2 separate regions of the Mus musculus genome follow, and region 1 is linked to region 2. The links are chromatin contacts, called in public HiChIP or PLAC-seq maps. All regions are on one chromosome and are shown on one strand. Each heading gives the region's core, a stretch centred on a gene start, on an enhancer-like site or on the middle of the called end of the contact. The rest is flanking DNA. Distances are from core to core; before and after follow the strand shown. Region 1 has its middle 17 kb from the start of F3. Region 2 overlaps Gm33485 (a long non-coding RNA gene).

Region 1 (7,429 bases), core at 2,769-5,268, 120 kb before region 2:
TGTTGATTTCAGGATAATGCCAATCACTTGCATTTTGCCGTAGATCTGAGACTGGTTTTGTAAGACACACAAGTAATCTCCCAAGATTCCTTGCCCTCTGGCTTCAGGACATTGCAACTCTTGAGAGGAACTGACAGAGGCTGGATATTGAGAGGGAGGGAACAGCCAGGAAGGCATTCCTCCGCACCTTCAGCCCTCACTCTGGTGAGTACAGGGTCCTCCTTGGGAAATCCACTCTTGGGTTTTAGCTCTCTCACAAAAGGATAGGCATCTCACAAAATAATTGTGATAACTAGTTGTTCGGAGAATCTGTGAATACTGAAAAGGCTGGTTTGTTGTAAGTAAGAACTATATGTGCTGGGAATGAGCATCCAACTGCAGCTGTGTTTTCCACTCTTTGAAGGATGGCTTCAGGATCCAGTAACCATAGTGCCTGCTCCTTCTACAAAGTGCTATACTACTTGCATATAAACTACGTACTTACTTCTACACACTTTAAAATAATCTCTAATTGCTTACAGTACCTAGTACTAGTGCTATCTAATAGGTGTTATGGGATATGAACCAGGGAATAATGACAAGGAAAAAAATGTCTATACACGTTCAATGTAGATGCAATTTGTTTATGATGCGACGTTGTCTGGACCCATGCAGAACCCTCAGATGTAGAAGGTGATCTATGCTCTCTGCACACCAAGCATCTCATCTCTACTTCCTTTGGAGCGGTCGTGTGGAGGATTCCAGGCTGAGGAGCTAGGCTGTTCCTTTCCTGACGACTTTGCTTTCTTTCTAACCCTGGAGGCAGCCATGGGTATCCGAGTTATCACTCATGCCATGCCTGTCATCTAAGTCATTTGCTCCTCAGCCACGGATGCCAGTGTGAATTCAAATCTAGACGCAGGGCAAGGACCTGAAAGGACCCGGCAAACAACTCATGGCTGCAGATTTCAGCTGGCGAGACTCAGTGGGAACAGTATGGGTTTTTGAGACAGACACCCCAAAATTCAAATCCCAATTTTGCATGTCCCGAGATAACCTTGGAGGAATTGCTTCTGTAATTAAACCTTAGGGTTTTTGTTGTTTGTTATTGTTTCCTGCTTTGCATTGTGCCAAGCACAATGGATGATGGGCATCTGGAACCTCATGGGTGAAAAGTGCTGTTAGCATGCTGGCCCAGCATGTCCCGAACATGAGACATGGACAGGTCCCATCTTAGAAGTAGGAAATATGGCTTTGGCTGCCAGCTCATAGCTATGAGCTAACTTAAATTGGGGGGGGGGGGATCCTCAGGAGGGAAGAGTCACGTTTGCTCTGTAGAATAAATCATTACTGGCTCATTCTGCCCACATCTGTACCGGTAGCAATTGTAAGCATTTCATTCTTATGCTTTTTTTTTTATCTCTCCAAAATACTGTTGCAAAGTAGTTGTGTTTCATTTCTCACCTCATCCATGTTATAAGATTTTCACAACTCTAAATCAGAACATCTATTGCTATGCAAAAGATAAGGTATGAGTTTCAAAATAAGTAACTAATTAAATGAGTCAAAGCAGCACTTAAAACACACACACACACACACACACACACACACACACACACACACGCTAGCCAACTCTGTGGTCATCACCTGCTTACTCCAGGGTCTGTGTTAAAGGTGGAGACAAGCCAGAGGCTCTCAGAGGTACATTTAGTTTCTTCATCTACATTCGAAATTCTCTTCTTGTTCTGTTTTGATTTTTAAAAATACTTTTCTTTTCGGAGGTAAGAATTCATATAGCCTAGGTTGGCTTCTAACTGACTATGTAACTAAGGCTGGCCTTCAACTCCTGATCCTCCTTCCTCAGCCTCTCAAGTGTTGGGATTTCAATTATGCTCCATCACAAAAAACTTTGATTATTTTTAAAACTTGAAGTAAAATTTCTCCCCAACATAATTATTTTCTAGAAAGAAAGAAAGAAAGAAAAAGAAAAGATCCTTCTCTCTACCTCCCAGACTGAGTTCCTTGAGCACAGATATCCCTATATATTCATCACTAGTGTGTACCTCCAGCAGTTAGAACAGGGCTTGATATATGGCAGATGCTCAACATGTTGAGTGTATAAGGAGGGACTTATTGCTAGGCTCGAGCTTGAGTGCCCTGGAGGTGAAGGATAGACACTGTGCTCTAACTAGACAAAGTGCATGGTTCCTGGGACCAGGGACCAGGGACCCATAGCTGTGGGTCTAGATTTATGTGAACTCACAGGTGTCTGTCTGAACTCTGAACTGATCAGATAAATTGCAGTCATTAGGAAAAAAACAAAGAAAAGATCTGTCACAAACTAACCTTGAATGACAAGGAACATGGCTATGAGAGACAGAGTTATTGTTTCAATAAATATTCTTTTTTATCCAATTTATTTTTACTTTATGTACATTGGTGATTTGGCTGCATGTATGTAGGTGTGAGGGTGTTGGATCCCCTGGAAGAGTTGTGAGCTGCCATGTGGGTGTTGGGAATTGAGCCCAGGTCCTCTGAAAGAGTAGCTAATGCTCTTAACCTCTGCAGCATCTCTTCATCTCATAGTAAATATTCTTATTTTACAATGACATAATCTGTTATAGATGTAGTAAAGTCTGACTAGGTATATACATAAAGGTGAGATATATTTTTAAAATATTGAAAATTATAACACATTGTAAACTACCCCTTAAAACATGCAAATTACTTAAAATTTATTAAACATTATTTATTAACCTTTATTTTTTGCTATAAAAAATACTATGAGCAGAAGCAACTTATAGACAAACGCTCAATTTGGTTTATGGTCACAGACCAGTCAATAATGGGGGTGTCAGCACATAGCTGGAGCAGAAAAAGGAGAGACGATTATCGTCACCGCAGAGAAACAAAGAGAAATGGTAGGAGGCTATAAAGTTGCCGAGAGCATCTCAGTGATGGACTTTCTCCAGCAAGACTCCGCCTCCTAAAGTCCCATAACCTCCCCAAACATCTCCAGACTCAGAATCCTCACCTCTGCCCTACTGGGAAACAGCCTTAGATGGAGTTTCCAACTCAACCAACCTTTGTTGCTCCAACACTGCGTGCTCCAAGCATTGTGCAAAGTGGTGGCCAGAGTTCACAACAAGGGCTTCTCTGACCACAGGATTTAGACTGAGCATAAAGGATGGACTTGTGGCAAAAGAAAGAGGTCCTGTGTTCATCATAAATGTGTTACTCCTCTGTGACCACAGGCAAGGCATTTATCTTCTCAGGATTTCTGTTCCTCCCTTTCAGAAAGAAACTATGGATCAGGTGTCCCTGTGGCTAGTTCTGCCTCTTGATTCTCTATTTCTTCACAGTTGTGCTTTATGGGGAGTGAAGAGTGGACCCTTCTTAATGAACACTCAGTATGTCTGAGCTGGATTTTAACACAAGGCTTTAATATGAAGATGATGTATGTATCATATGAGTCTGAAATAGGGGGAAATTAAATTAAATCTACAGGTGACTCTGAAAAATTGGAAATGAGCTTTCAAAGGAGCCATGTCATGGCCTATGGTGATATTACTGGAAGAATGCGACTTCCTCTGTCGCTATTTAGAGCATAAGAAAGAGCTCATTTGAGCAGTGTAGGAAATAAAAGGTCCATTGTGAGTGGCTGAAGAGGTTTATCCGGATGTCTGTAGTCAACTCAGACATTCACAGTCATTCTTTGCCCAATGAACACACAATGTAGTCACATTGATGTGTTTTATTAACGTTCCTATTTCTAGCGGGAAGATCTACTCAAATGACATCATAGTTCTTAATCTCCAAATGGAATCTTCATGTCGCCCGTTTTAAAAGAGAGCCAAAACCCAAGATAAATTTGATACTGATTGTCTCCCCTTGAGAGCTACATTTCATTACTTTAAACAAATCCAATACAAGGTGTCCAGCCTTTGGAGTTAGCAAAGTCTTCCTTTCTCTAGGCTCCTGTAGTGTTCCTGTGCTCGGTTCCTGGTATCTGCCCTGTGGATATCTTGCACGTATAAGAAAGCTAGTGCATTACTGTGGTGAAGCCTTGGGCTCCTGGCCAGAGCTGGATTTCAGATTCTGGTCCTGTTATTCACAGCCCTGTCACTTTGCCAAGTGCTAACTTCTTTTAAGTCCACTTTCCAAATTTGTAAAAGACGACACCTCTTCCTACCTCATAGAGTCATTGTGAAAAATCTCATTCTTCAAGTGTATTAAAATATACAGTAATTAGTAAAGTCAAAACGACAGAAAACGTTAGCTTGAATTGTTGGTAGTTATGAGCTAGAAAGAGAGCATTTCATTTCTGCTCCCTCCCTGCAATCCACACAGCAGGGCTATGGCTTTCGTCAGTGAGCTTTAAGCCTGAAAATCAGCTGTCTGGAGCAAAGGATGCTTCTGGACCACAGCATGAATGTTCGTTCCACCTGAGATGATGTGAATGAGTATCCTGATGTCCTGTTAGCCACACGCCATAGACTGCTATTTCATATTGTTGTGATGTGCTTACGTAGTCAGGAAGAAACAGTGAAAAGAAATACTCAGCCAAAAAGAGACAAGAGGAGGAATTTCAAAAATTAAATTCCCAGCTTTGTCTTTAAAAAAAAATCGCTATCATCTCATGTGTTTGTTTGTACAGACAGTAGCTTGCTCTTTATGAAATGTTTAAAATCTTTGAGGGTACCCATGTGTATACACATACAACTTCTTCAAAGCCTTGCTAAGATGTTAAACATAAACACCCTCAATATAGGCATAGTCTCAAAGTCTTTTCAAACCAGTGAATACAAACACTATTCCATGTTCTTCCCAGGATCCCCCTACCAAATGAACATTCTCATTCTCTCTCTCTCTCTCTCTCTCTCTCTCTCTCATTCTCTCTCTCTCTCTCTCTCTCTCTCTCTCTCTGATGATAATAGTACTTGATTTCATGTACTGGTTCTTAGTCTCCCTGTCTCTCTCTGTCCATCTGTTTCTGTCTCTGTTTGTCTCTGTCTGTCTCTGTCCCTGTCTCTCTGTCTGTCTCTGTATCTCTCTGTCTCTCTCTGTCACACACACACACACACACACACACACACACACACGCACGCACGCACACACACACACACACACACACACACACACACACACACACACACACTTATTCCAGTATGGCTAGTGTGTGCTCTACCACTGAGCTGTATTCTCAGCCTCCTTTTGCTTTTTGCCCTGAGAAAGTCTCACTAAGTCACTTGGGCTGGCTTTGGACTTCCTGTGTCGCCTAAGCAGCCCTTGAATTTTCAATCTACCATGTCAGCCTCTCCACATCTGGGATTACAGACCAACACTGTCGGACTTGGCTTAAATATATTATAAATCATTATATCCTGATAACCATGACCAGGGCTAAGCTAGCTTTGCCTCAAACTATTGGAAACTTATTATCTTAAAATCTCAAGGGCATTTTAAGCAGAATAATTATTGTGTTCTTGGAAAGGGGAATAAAAAACGAGCTAATCAAAACAGAAAGGTTTGGCTTAAATTATGTCTAAGACTGGGACATAAATCTGTTTGGCCTAAATTATGTCTAAGACAGGGACCTAAAATTCCTGGGATCTTATCTTAAGAATTTTAATTCTAATTCTTAAGAATTTTGGAGATAAGTAGTAGCCGGGCATCCAAGTGTGGTGAGAAGCTAGACTGAACCCATAGTTGCCTGGGGCTGAATGGGGGTCTTAGCCACTTTGAAGTAAATACAGAGGATTCTAAGAGACCACAGGGCTTTCCTGTTGTTTACACATATTCAGTATCCTGTAGGTAGTCCTTCTGGAGAATTCCATAGACAGGGGTTCTTCCTAACTCCTTAAGACTGGAGACCTGGGGCTGGAGAGATGGCTCAGTGGGTAAGAGCACCCGACTGCTCTTCCGAAGGTCCGAAGTTCAAATCCCAGCAACCACATGGTGGCTCACAACCATCTGTAATGAGATCTAATGCCCTCTTCTGGTGCATCTGAAGACAGCTACAGTGTACTTACATATAATAAATAAGTAAATAAATCTTTAAAAAAAAAAAAAAAATAAAGACTGGAGACCTCTCCTGCCTGTTGCAGCTCTGCTCTCACGAGCATCTTTCTTTGGTTGGGGGCGGGGAGCAAAGCAGACCAAAGAAGTTTCTCCTTCATTCTCTTCTTCCCTCTCAGCATACAAATCCCACATGAAACTTTTTTTTTCAGCTTCCAAATCAGACAATAAATTTTGCTTCACAGTGTGAAGCCAAGTAATAGATGTGCATCAGTAATAGACTACTCTAGAGGCAGACTCCCCACAGTGGAATGCATAATGGAGATTAGAATGAACAGGATCCTGCTAACAGGACAGCAGGTGACTCACATAAACATATGTCTGAGTAAAAGCAGCCAGGCAGAGAAGGATAGATAGACGCCGTATGATCTCTAAGTCAAGAGAAAGAAAAAAGAATGTGGATGGAGATTCCCACCTGCGGTTCTTCTGGGGTGCTGGATACACAACTGTGTTTTTTGTTAAAACAACAACAACAACAACACTTAACCAATTTATTTGCACATCATATGTACAGTTTCTATATATTCCATTCATCCAAACCTTTAAAAAGGTTTGTGGAAAGCCAGTGAGTGACTCAGCACACTGGCCCAAGTCCCTTCAGACTATTGCTTGATACCGCTTCCTTATCGCTCAGCCTTTCTGCATGTGGTGATTGATGTCAGGAGAAAACTCTTCAAGACCTTTCAGAACATCCCATGATAGCATCCCTGATAAGCATCATCAAGGGTTTGTAATTTTTGAGGACTAGTGACTTCCAGATGTCTGTATTATTAATTTTGGAAACCTCTCGAGAAATAGACTGTTCTTGCTGGAATCATGTGAGCTAGTATCCAAACCATGCCCTTGCCAATATCTAAACCCTGCCCTTTGTGTCAGTGATCAGAGGGAGACATTTTTACCCCCAGTGGCGAGACGGCTGAGGTGGTTATGGACTGGTGCAAGCCTTGTGTACTTGGGTTCATATGAGATTTCTCACAGTTGCCTGATGTCTCAGGGGAGGGGTGAACAGCTAGGGGCATGACTCAGCAAGGCTTCAAGAAGACCGCTTAAGCCCTATCATGCGGGCAGTCTTTGAACATTGCTCTTTATATTCAGATAGTTTGACATCTGAATTCATCTAGAGATTATTAAGGAAGAAAATAAATCAAGTGAGTATCTTAGCTCATCTTTATATGTCTTTAATGAAAGAGCAAGGGCTTAAAGTAGCTTCATGTTCATGATGACATAGGAACCCAGACCTCTCCCATGATCATCAGAAGGGCAATCTTAAGATCGTTTTCAAACTCTTGAGTCTCTAAACATGTGTATGTAGTTTGAATCTTTAAATAGATGACTCTGGAGTAAATATATTATGAAAAGCTTCATTTAACTA
Region 2 (7,653 bases), core at 4,136-6,635:
CGAGAGAAGCTTCAGAAATACCTCGTTTGATTCATAGAGTCTGGGGGTCAGAATTCCAGCTGGAGACAGATGACACGATGCAGTCACACACACACACACAATTAATAGCACACAATTGATTGATTGATTGATTGACTGATTAAATTAAAAACTAAGGAAAACTTGCTAAAAGACTATTTGTTAATGTCTGTACAGTGCTAGGGAGCACCAGGTATCTTAGCGTTTTACTGCTGTGAACGACACCATGACCAATGCAAGTTTTATAAGGACAACATTTAATTGGGGCTGGTTTAAAGGTTCAGAGAGGTTCAGTCTATTATCATCAAGGTGTGATCATGGCAATGTCCAGGCAGGCATGGCACAGGCAGAGCTGAGAGTTCTACATCTTCATCTGAAGGCAGCTAGTGGAAGACTGACTCCCAGACAGCTAGGATGAGGGTCTTAAGCCCACTCCCACAGTGACACAGCTACTCCAACAAGGTCACACTTCCAAATATTGCTAATCCCTGGGCCAAGCATATACAAACTATCACACCGGGGTTGGCAATAGGTTGTAAACCTGCAGGTGCAAAGGGGCAGAAGCATTTACCTGAACCCAAGAGAAACTGTGCCACAGTAATCCAGCATCAGGCTTTGCATGTCCATCTTGGGCTGGTCAGTGACTGCCTTGCTACCCTTCCGTTCCCTGGGATGCAGAGAGTGCTTCAAGCTCTGGGGCAAGGGCCCTTGTACAGGCCTCAGGTCAGCTCTTCAGATAGCGAGCTGGATAAAGGTAGAGGATGACTGGACATGGAGGCATCCTAGCACAGGATATCTCCACGTGGGAGTGAGCCTCTCTTTGCCTACAGGCATCCAGCTTTGTTTACACGCCAGAGATGAGAGTCACAGAAACCAGGCAGTGTTTCTTCGGGTTCGCTGGCCTTGAAGAAAGGAATCAGATAACTCACACTTGTTCTCCCGTGCTGGTTTTATTCTACAGCCTGCTACTTTGTTGACATGCAACTATGCCTACAGGCAAGAAGTTCTTTCCTGTGTGTCACGTCAGTGATCCCACTACAAAAGAAGTAAACTGTATCTTAACCATTTCTCTACAAAGCATAAAAATAACTGATGCAAGCGTGAAATCACAGCTACAGCATTTTCACCTCTTTAACTGCTCAGAATGCGACTTTCCATCTTCACCTCTGATCACTCTTTCCATTCCTAGAAGTGTCTGTCAGAGAGAGCCTGCTGCTCTCATGAGCCTCGCTAACAGCCCGATTTGAGTATCTTCCTCCAGCAGGCCTGGAAGATTTATTGCTTTCTTAGAAGGCAGCTGTTATCATTTCCTGACTTTGTTCTAGAACCCACCCAGCATCTCCTGATTCATCCACTATCAGTGGATGTGGTTTGCTCACGCTGGTGTGGAGGATGGCTATGGCCTATTAACATGCTCTAGCTGTCTTAAAGTTGGTGTTCTAAGCCTTTCTCCATGCCTGCTAGTAGTTCCTGATAATGAGAGCCAAAACATAGTCCACAGGAACAAGGAGGATGTGGGTGGCAAGGACCCAGAATTATGTTACTGTCATTGCATGACCAAATACCAGACAAGGGAAACTTAAGAAAAGAAGGTTTGCTTTGGCTTACAGTTTGAGGGTAGAGCCTGTCATGGCAGGGAAAGCATAGCAGGAGAAAGGTGAGGCAGCTGATCATGCTGCATCCGTGGGCAGGACATGGAGAGCAATGAGCACTCAACTCACCATCACCTCCTCCTCCTCTTCCTCTTCCTCCTCTTCCTCCTCCTTCTCCTCCTTCTCCTCCTCCTGGTACTACTGCTTCCTCTTCTTCTCTCCTGCTTCTTCTCCTGCTTCTCCTGCTCCTCCTGCTCCTCCTCCTTCTTCTCCCTCCTCCTTCTCCTCCTCCTCTTCTTCTTCCTCTTCCTTCTCCTCAGACAGACAGGTAGATATGGAGAGAGAGAAAGAGAGAACTTAAATGTGGGTTCTAAGAAGGCTTCAAGTTCAGAGTTTTGTGGTCCATCAAAATGATGCCTTCCTTCACCAAGCCACCTTGCTCTTCATTTGTTGTTTTCTTGTCCAAGTTCAATGCTCCAACAATATGTCTGGACCCTCGGGGACTGTCATGATCAAGAGCCCCCTTCTCCACAGTTAATTCGCTGTGTGTGCTGTGTTTCTTGGTCAAAGAGCCTTCCCTTTCTGATTTTAAGATCCGAAGCCACTTTGAGGGGTTCTGGGTATTTCAGAGACTTATTTGAATAAACTCTAGTTGTGATATAAAAAATCATTGCCCCAGAGCCACTGTCTACCATCACTGGTCTCCACGGTACAGTGGTTTAAGCTCTGTGGGCAAGCATGGCCTAGATGGATCCAGTTAGAGACTGCTCTGCTATCAAGTGTATAAACTGCTTTTATATATAAACTCACTTCCCCCTTTCCATACTCCTTCCTACCCTTATGAGTCCTGGGCAACCTTGAGCTAAAAGTCCCAGGTGAGAGCAGTGCCTTTGGCCACTCACCTTTACCCTCCAAATCTAGTGGTTCAATATCCTCCCTTACCACAAACTGATTGGTTGTGGACATTCTGTTCTCTCTGGCAGGGACAGACCAAGCAAAGCACTGGGTGAAGGTGTATTGTCTACAACATCCCTTTTTGTCCATTTTTAGGTTTTGGGGTTTTTTTTTCTTAAGAAAATTTAGATTCCTGTGAATTGGCCTCAGGGCAGTAAAAAGGACAAGACAATAACAAAAATGTGATTTGAAACGAATCCCATTCTTTATTCAGCCATACACATGTCATTACAGAGAATAAACTGAGACAGGAATGCTTAAACATTTACTTAATACTTCTAAATAGAAGCTTTCCATTTTCCTTCCTGGCTCCTTCACTCTGGTCAGTTTGTCTTTCTACCCCAGGAAAAGCTCCCCTAGCCCTGGCCTCCACGGTGACCTCCCTCCACTTGTCCATTCTCCATGTCCCTCAAGATCTTACTATAGAGTGTGACTCAGCATCTCACTCAGCAGTCTTTTCCCTCTTGTGAAGGGGAAGAAGTTGCAAAGTTAAAGAGCTTTCTTTAAAGAGCTGAGAGAATGAAGACACAAAGACACAGAAATAAACAATCCACAGCTTTGTTTACTTTCTTGTTTATCACACCAACAAAAGTTCTCAAGGAGAGAAGAATTGATTTTGGCTTTCAGTTTGAGGGGATACAGTCCATCATGGTGGTGAAGTCATAGTGGCAATAGTGTGACACCACAGGGACAGGAGTGTGAGGCAGTGACACCACAGGGACAGGAGTGTGAGGCAGTGTCATCACGGGAACAGGAGTGTGAGGCAGTGACACCACAGGGACAGGAGTGTGAGGCAGTGTCATCACGGGGACAGGAGTATGAGGTAGTGACATCACAGGGACAGGAGTGTGAGGCAGTGACATCATGGGGACAGGAGTGTGAGACGGTGACACCACAGGGACAGGAGTATGAGGCAGTGTCATCACAGGGACAGGAGTGGGAGGTGGTGACATCACAGGGACAGGAGTGTGAGGCGGTGACATCACAGGGACAGGAGTGGGAGGTAGTGACATCACAGGGGCAGGAGTGTGAGGCAGTGACATCATGGGGACAGGAGTGTGAGGCAGTGACATCACAGGGACAGGAGTGTGAGGTGATGACATCACAGGGACAGGAGTGTGAGGTGGTGACATCACAGGGACAGGAGTGTGAGGCAGTGACATCACAGGGACAAGAGTGGGAGGTAACAGAGAAAGATGAGTGCTGCTGTTCACCTCTCTTTATTCAGTCTGCGATCCCCACCCAGCTCATGGGACAGAGCTGTCTTACAGTCAGGGTGGGTCTCCCTCCCTAAGTCCTTTCAGAAACAACCTCTGAGACACACCTGAGGTGTCTCTCCACAGCATCCTAAACCTTGTCAAGATGACCATGACAATTAATCACTACACCGGCTCTTAGACACTTTTTAAGATTTAAAGCTATAATGAGCCTTATTATTCTCTTACAGTCACTACTAGCAACACAGTTTTAATTCATCTTAGTTGTAAAGCATCACAGCAACCATCGCCACTCAGAGGGCTGGAGAGATGGCACAGCCCATAAAGGACTTGCTGCTGGTCCAGAGGACCCAGGTTCAGCTCACAGCACCCACACAAGCATATGTAACTCCAGTTTCAGACGATCTGGCACCCTCACCAGGCCTCTGTGGATAGACACTAGGCTCACATGGTTTACAGGCACATGCAGGCAAAACGCCCATACAAATATTCGTTTAAAAGCGTCACTCAGCCTGGCAATAGCCTGATAGCCAGTAAAAACTCTCCGTTGGAAAGGTCTGAAACAGGGCTGTGATACCTCGGAGCTGGTAGGATTTATCAGGCAGAGCAGGGAAGGCTGTGTTTTTATGGCCTGTCGGGAGTGCTCAGACCTATATATCCATTCATTTCTTCAGTCAGTTGACAAGCGCTGTGAATCTACCAGAACAGGACTAATGCAGAAGAGAAAGAGGAGAGGAAGCCTCAGCCTCCGGTTTCAAGGAGCCCTCCTCCAGGTGGGGAGACACTCACGTGATTACTCCAGCTATGACGCACACTTTGGTATCCCCGGTAGTACAGTTGCTGGGAGTGGGGACCCAGGGACACAACAACTCTGAAATGAGTTGTGGAAAGTGCACTTGTAGAGGGCTTCCCAGAGGAAGCTTCATTGGCTCTGGGTCCCAGATGGAAAGCAGATCCTAGCCCAGCCAACAATGTCTGCAATCGCAGTGCTTGGGTGGACGAGGCAGGGGGTAGGAGGGGATCCTGAGTTTGAGGCCATCTTAGGCTAGTTACAGAATTGAGGTCAGCCTCAACCATGACACAAGATCCGGTCCCGAAACCAACTAAAGAAAGAACAAAGGAAAGGCGTAGGGGGACCGACAGATCTGCATTGTTGGGTCTGCTGAGCAAGCTCAACCTTGCAGAGACATCATTTTGAAGTTCCTAAAACAGAGGATATGATTGGCCTACCCTGGATCAAGTGTTCACACGGGTCCAATCGAGTGCAGTTTTGGGGAACTGGGGGGGGGGGGGATAGTGGCTACAGTCTCCTCTCAAAGTGGCGCTAAACCGACCAGCTGCCTTGACCATGTACTGATTTTGTGATTCCAGGTTCTCAGAATTTGTGTTTTATTTCAAATTCCCTTCTCCAGGGACAAAACGCAGGCCTGAGTGGTCCTTTTAAGCCTGTCCCTGTTGGAAAGAGCACGGGAGTGACTTGGTCACATGGTTCAGTCCCCAGGCCCACTCCTCTCGCCTCCCTCCTCCACGGAGCCACACTGCCCAAGTGTGCCTCAGAGGCAGTTGAGCAAATCCAGATGGTAGAAAGCCCCATTCCCAGGAGGGCCCGACAGCTGCTGAAGGATATTGCCTTGGAGGGAGCCTTGTTTTGTCATCAGTGAGTAACTGGAGGCGGACTGTGGTTCAGGTTTCCATCCAAATGTGGGGGAAGAAGGGAAGGGGGAGGGGAGCTGACTAGAGAAATGCAGATGCTGGAGAAGTAGCCATGTGTTGTGCCCTGCCACATAGTTACCTTGTTGTTAGACAGGCCCTCCCACGCACGCAGACCATCTCCCTAAATGGACATTTCTTCACCCACCGCTTTAACTTGTGATAGAAGGAACTTAGCTCGGCCACAAGAGATTTGTTTCCCGCTCCAAAGTCACACTCCTCTCTGGGTGTGGGGCATGGGTCTTAACATAACTCCATCTAACCACAAGGACTTGAGGATGGGGGAGGCAATATTCCTTCCTCGCCAAGTTTTCTCTCCTTATCTCTCCTTCACATATCCCACCCCGGCCCACAGCTTCTGCAATGTTCTGTCCCTCACCCTCCCTGTAATTTATGGACGTGCTTTGCCTGGAAGAGCCAAAAAGCTAAGGAGGTTATATTGTCGTGCCAAGACACAGGACTTACTTGAGCCTCAAGAAGACCCCAAGCCCTGGTTCTGACAACCTCTACTCTTGTAACCTCAGTCAAATGACTGCCTTTTCTTCCAGGTTCTCTTCCTACTCTCCCATGGCTCTGTCTGTGCCTGTATCTCCGAGCATAACCTTTAATCAGATCTGCTAACCATGTCCCAAGCTGCGCTATTATCAAACTAGACACATAGCCAATATCCTCCAAATATTAAAATCTAACATCGGACTGTGAAATTAGAACAATTATACCAAACTGTAAATACCAAGTGAGGCATTTCACACGATTTGTAAAATAAAGAGTAAAAAGATTACTATAGTGTACTATAAAGGGTAAAAAGAATAAAAAATAAATAAATAAAATTTCAAAGTTGCAATCATGCTATTATAGTTTTGTTGCTTTTTAGAAATATGTGGTTCTGTTAAATGGAAAGGTTTGGAGTAAAGGGTTTTGTGGGGGGGAACTCAGCAGGGTTTCACAAATCACCAGACCTAGTCTGCTTCTCCTCATGGCGCTTTTTCTCCTTGTTTTATGCTTGATAGGTTTGTTGCCGGGGATAAGGGCTTTAAATCAGGGCTGCTCAATTTCTACACCACTGGCACTTTGGCAAGCGAATACCCAGAAGCACTTATGCATATGTACTAGTGACATTTGGAAGCCGGAGAAGCCTTTGTTTGGGGAGGAACATAGTAAAACACCCAGCAGTGTCCCTTGCCCTCTGCCCATCAGCTGCCAATAGCACCCTCCCCTGGGACGGAACAGCTGGAACGTCCGACATACTTTTTTCTCTTGCATCCTTGTTCTGAACGTTCTTGGTAATTTAACTGTATGGGCCTGGGTCCCTTAAGCGTTGCACTCAGTCCTGTCCAGAGATGGGTTTTGCTGACTTGGGTTTGAAGTACATGCTCTGTGAATGCTCTGTCATTGACCTGCAGCCTCAGCCCATGAGGTGACAGGTTAGCTACTACAAGACAATAATGGGGCATTGTGGGGTGCTCTGCATGTAGGTGTTGTATTTCCATCTAGTTAAAGTATCTTTCTTAATTATCTATCTATCTATGGTAAGAACTTTCAAAATCCTCTCCTCTAGTTTTTTTTGTTTGTTTGTTTTGTTTTGTTTTGTTTTAATGGATGGATCATTATTAAATATAGTCACCCTATTGTACAATAAATAACACACCAGAATTCCGTGGTCCCCTCCCACCTTCATGCCCACTGACTGGCTTTCCCCACCCTTTCCCCCCACTGACCCAGGCCTCTGGCTGTCACCATTCCACTGTCAACTTCTGTGAGATAGTTCTGTGTGTGAGAGTCTGGTTTGGTTTTTTCTATGATTTCACATATGATAGAGAACATGTGGGATTTGTCTTTCTGTAACAGATTATTTAGCTCAGTGTTCTCCAATTCCATCTATATTTATTGCAGATACCACTATTTTATCCTTTCTGTGGCTGAAGGATGTCCCGCGGTGTATATATATGTACCATGTTTTTTTGTTATCCATTCATTAGCTACTGGACACTTTTGGCTGCTTCCTTTTCTTCTTGCTATGATGCAGTAAACATAGAAGATGTCTATTCAACACACTGCCTAGTTTCCTTCAGATGTATAAAGAGAACAGTGGAGTTGCTGGGGAATACAGTAATTTTATTTTTATTTGCCTATTTCTCAGGATCTGTAATATCATTTTCATC

What was found. HiChIP or PLAC-seq counts read pairs in DNA pulled down with a chosen protein or histone mark.
Region 1: a CTCF HiChIP or PLAC-seq map of the NIH/3T3 cell line shows a contact between it and region 2, with 12 read pairs. The contact joins two enhancer-like sites. A contact is called at or near these places in 1 of 15 datasets of contacts at CTCF or cohesin (the NIH/3T3 cell line), 5 of 484 Hi-C or Micro-C datasets (bone marrow-derived macrophages, embryonic fibroblasts, group 2 innate lymphoid cells and 2 more), 7 of 115 datasets of contacts at active chromatin or transcription factors (embryonic basal ganglia, embryonic fibroblasts, embryonic stem cells and 3 more) and 1 of 9 other capture datasets (bone marrow-derived macrophages).

What each region holds. Positions count from the first base shown.
Region 1 is chr3:121,702,955-121,710,383 of GRCm38.p6, reverse strand. No RefSeq gene overlaps it. Among named protein-coding and RNA genes, the nearest start is that of F3, 17 kb to the left of the region's middle. Within about 2 kb of position 4,018, at least 40 of the 459 cell types and tissues checked have an H3K27ac peak or open chromatin away from gene starts, as enhancers often do. A contact at or near this core is called in the NIH/3T3 cell line, where this site is marked.
Region 2 is chr3:121,587,048-121,594,700 of GRCm38.p6, reverse strand. All of the region lies in intron 3 of Gm33485 (a long non-coding RNA gene), which reads left to right. Gm33708 (a long non-coding RNA gene) reads right to left here and starts at 1,779. Exons shown (of 3, transcript XR_867603.2): 1 at 1,740-1,779; 2 at 590-1,053. Within about 2 kb of position 5,385, at least 96 of the 459 cell types and tissues checked have an H3K27ac peak or open chromatin away from gene starts, as enhancers often do. A contact at or near this core is called in the NIH/3T3 cell line, where this site is marked.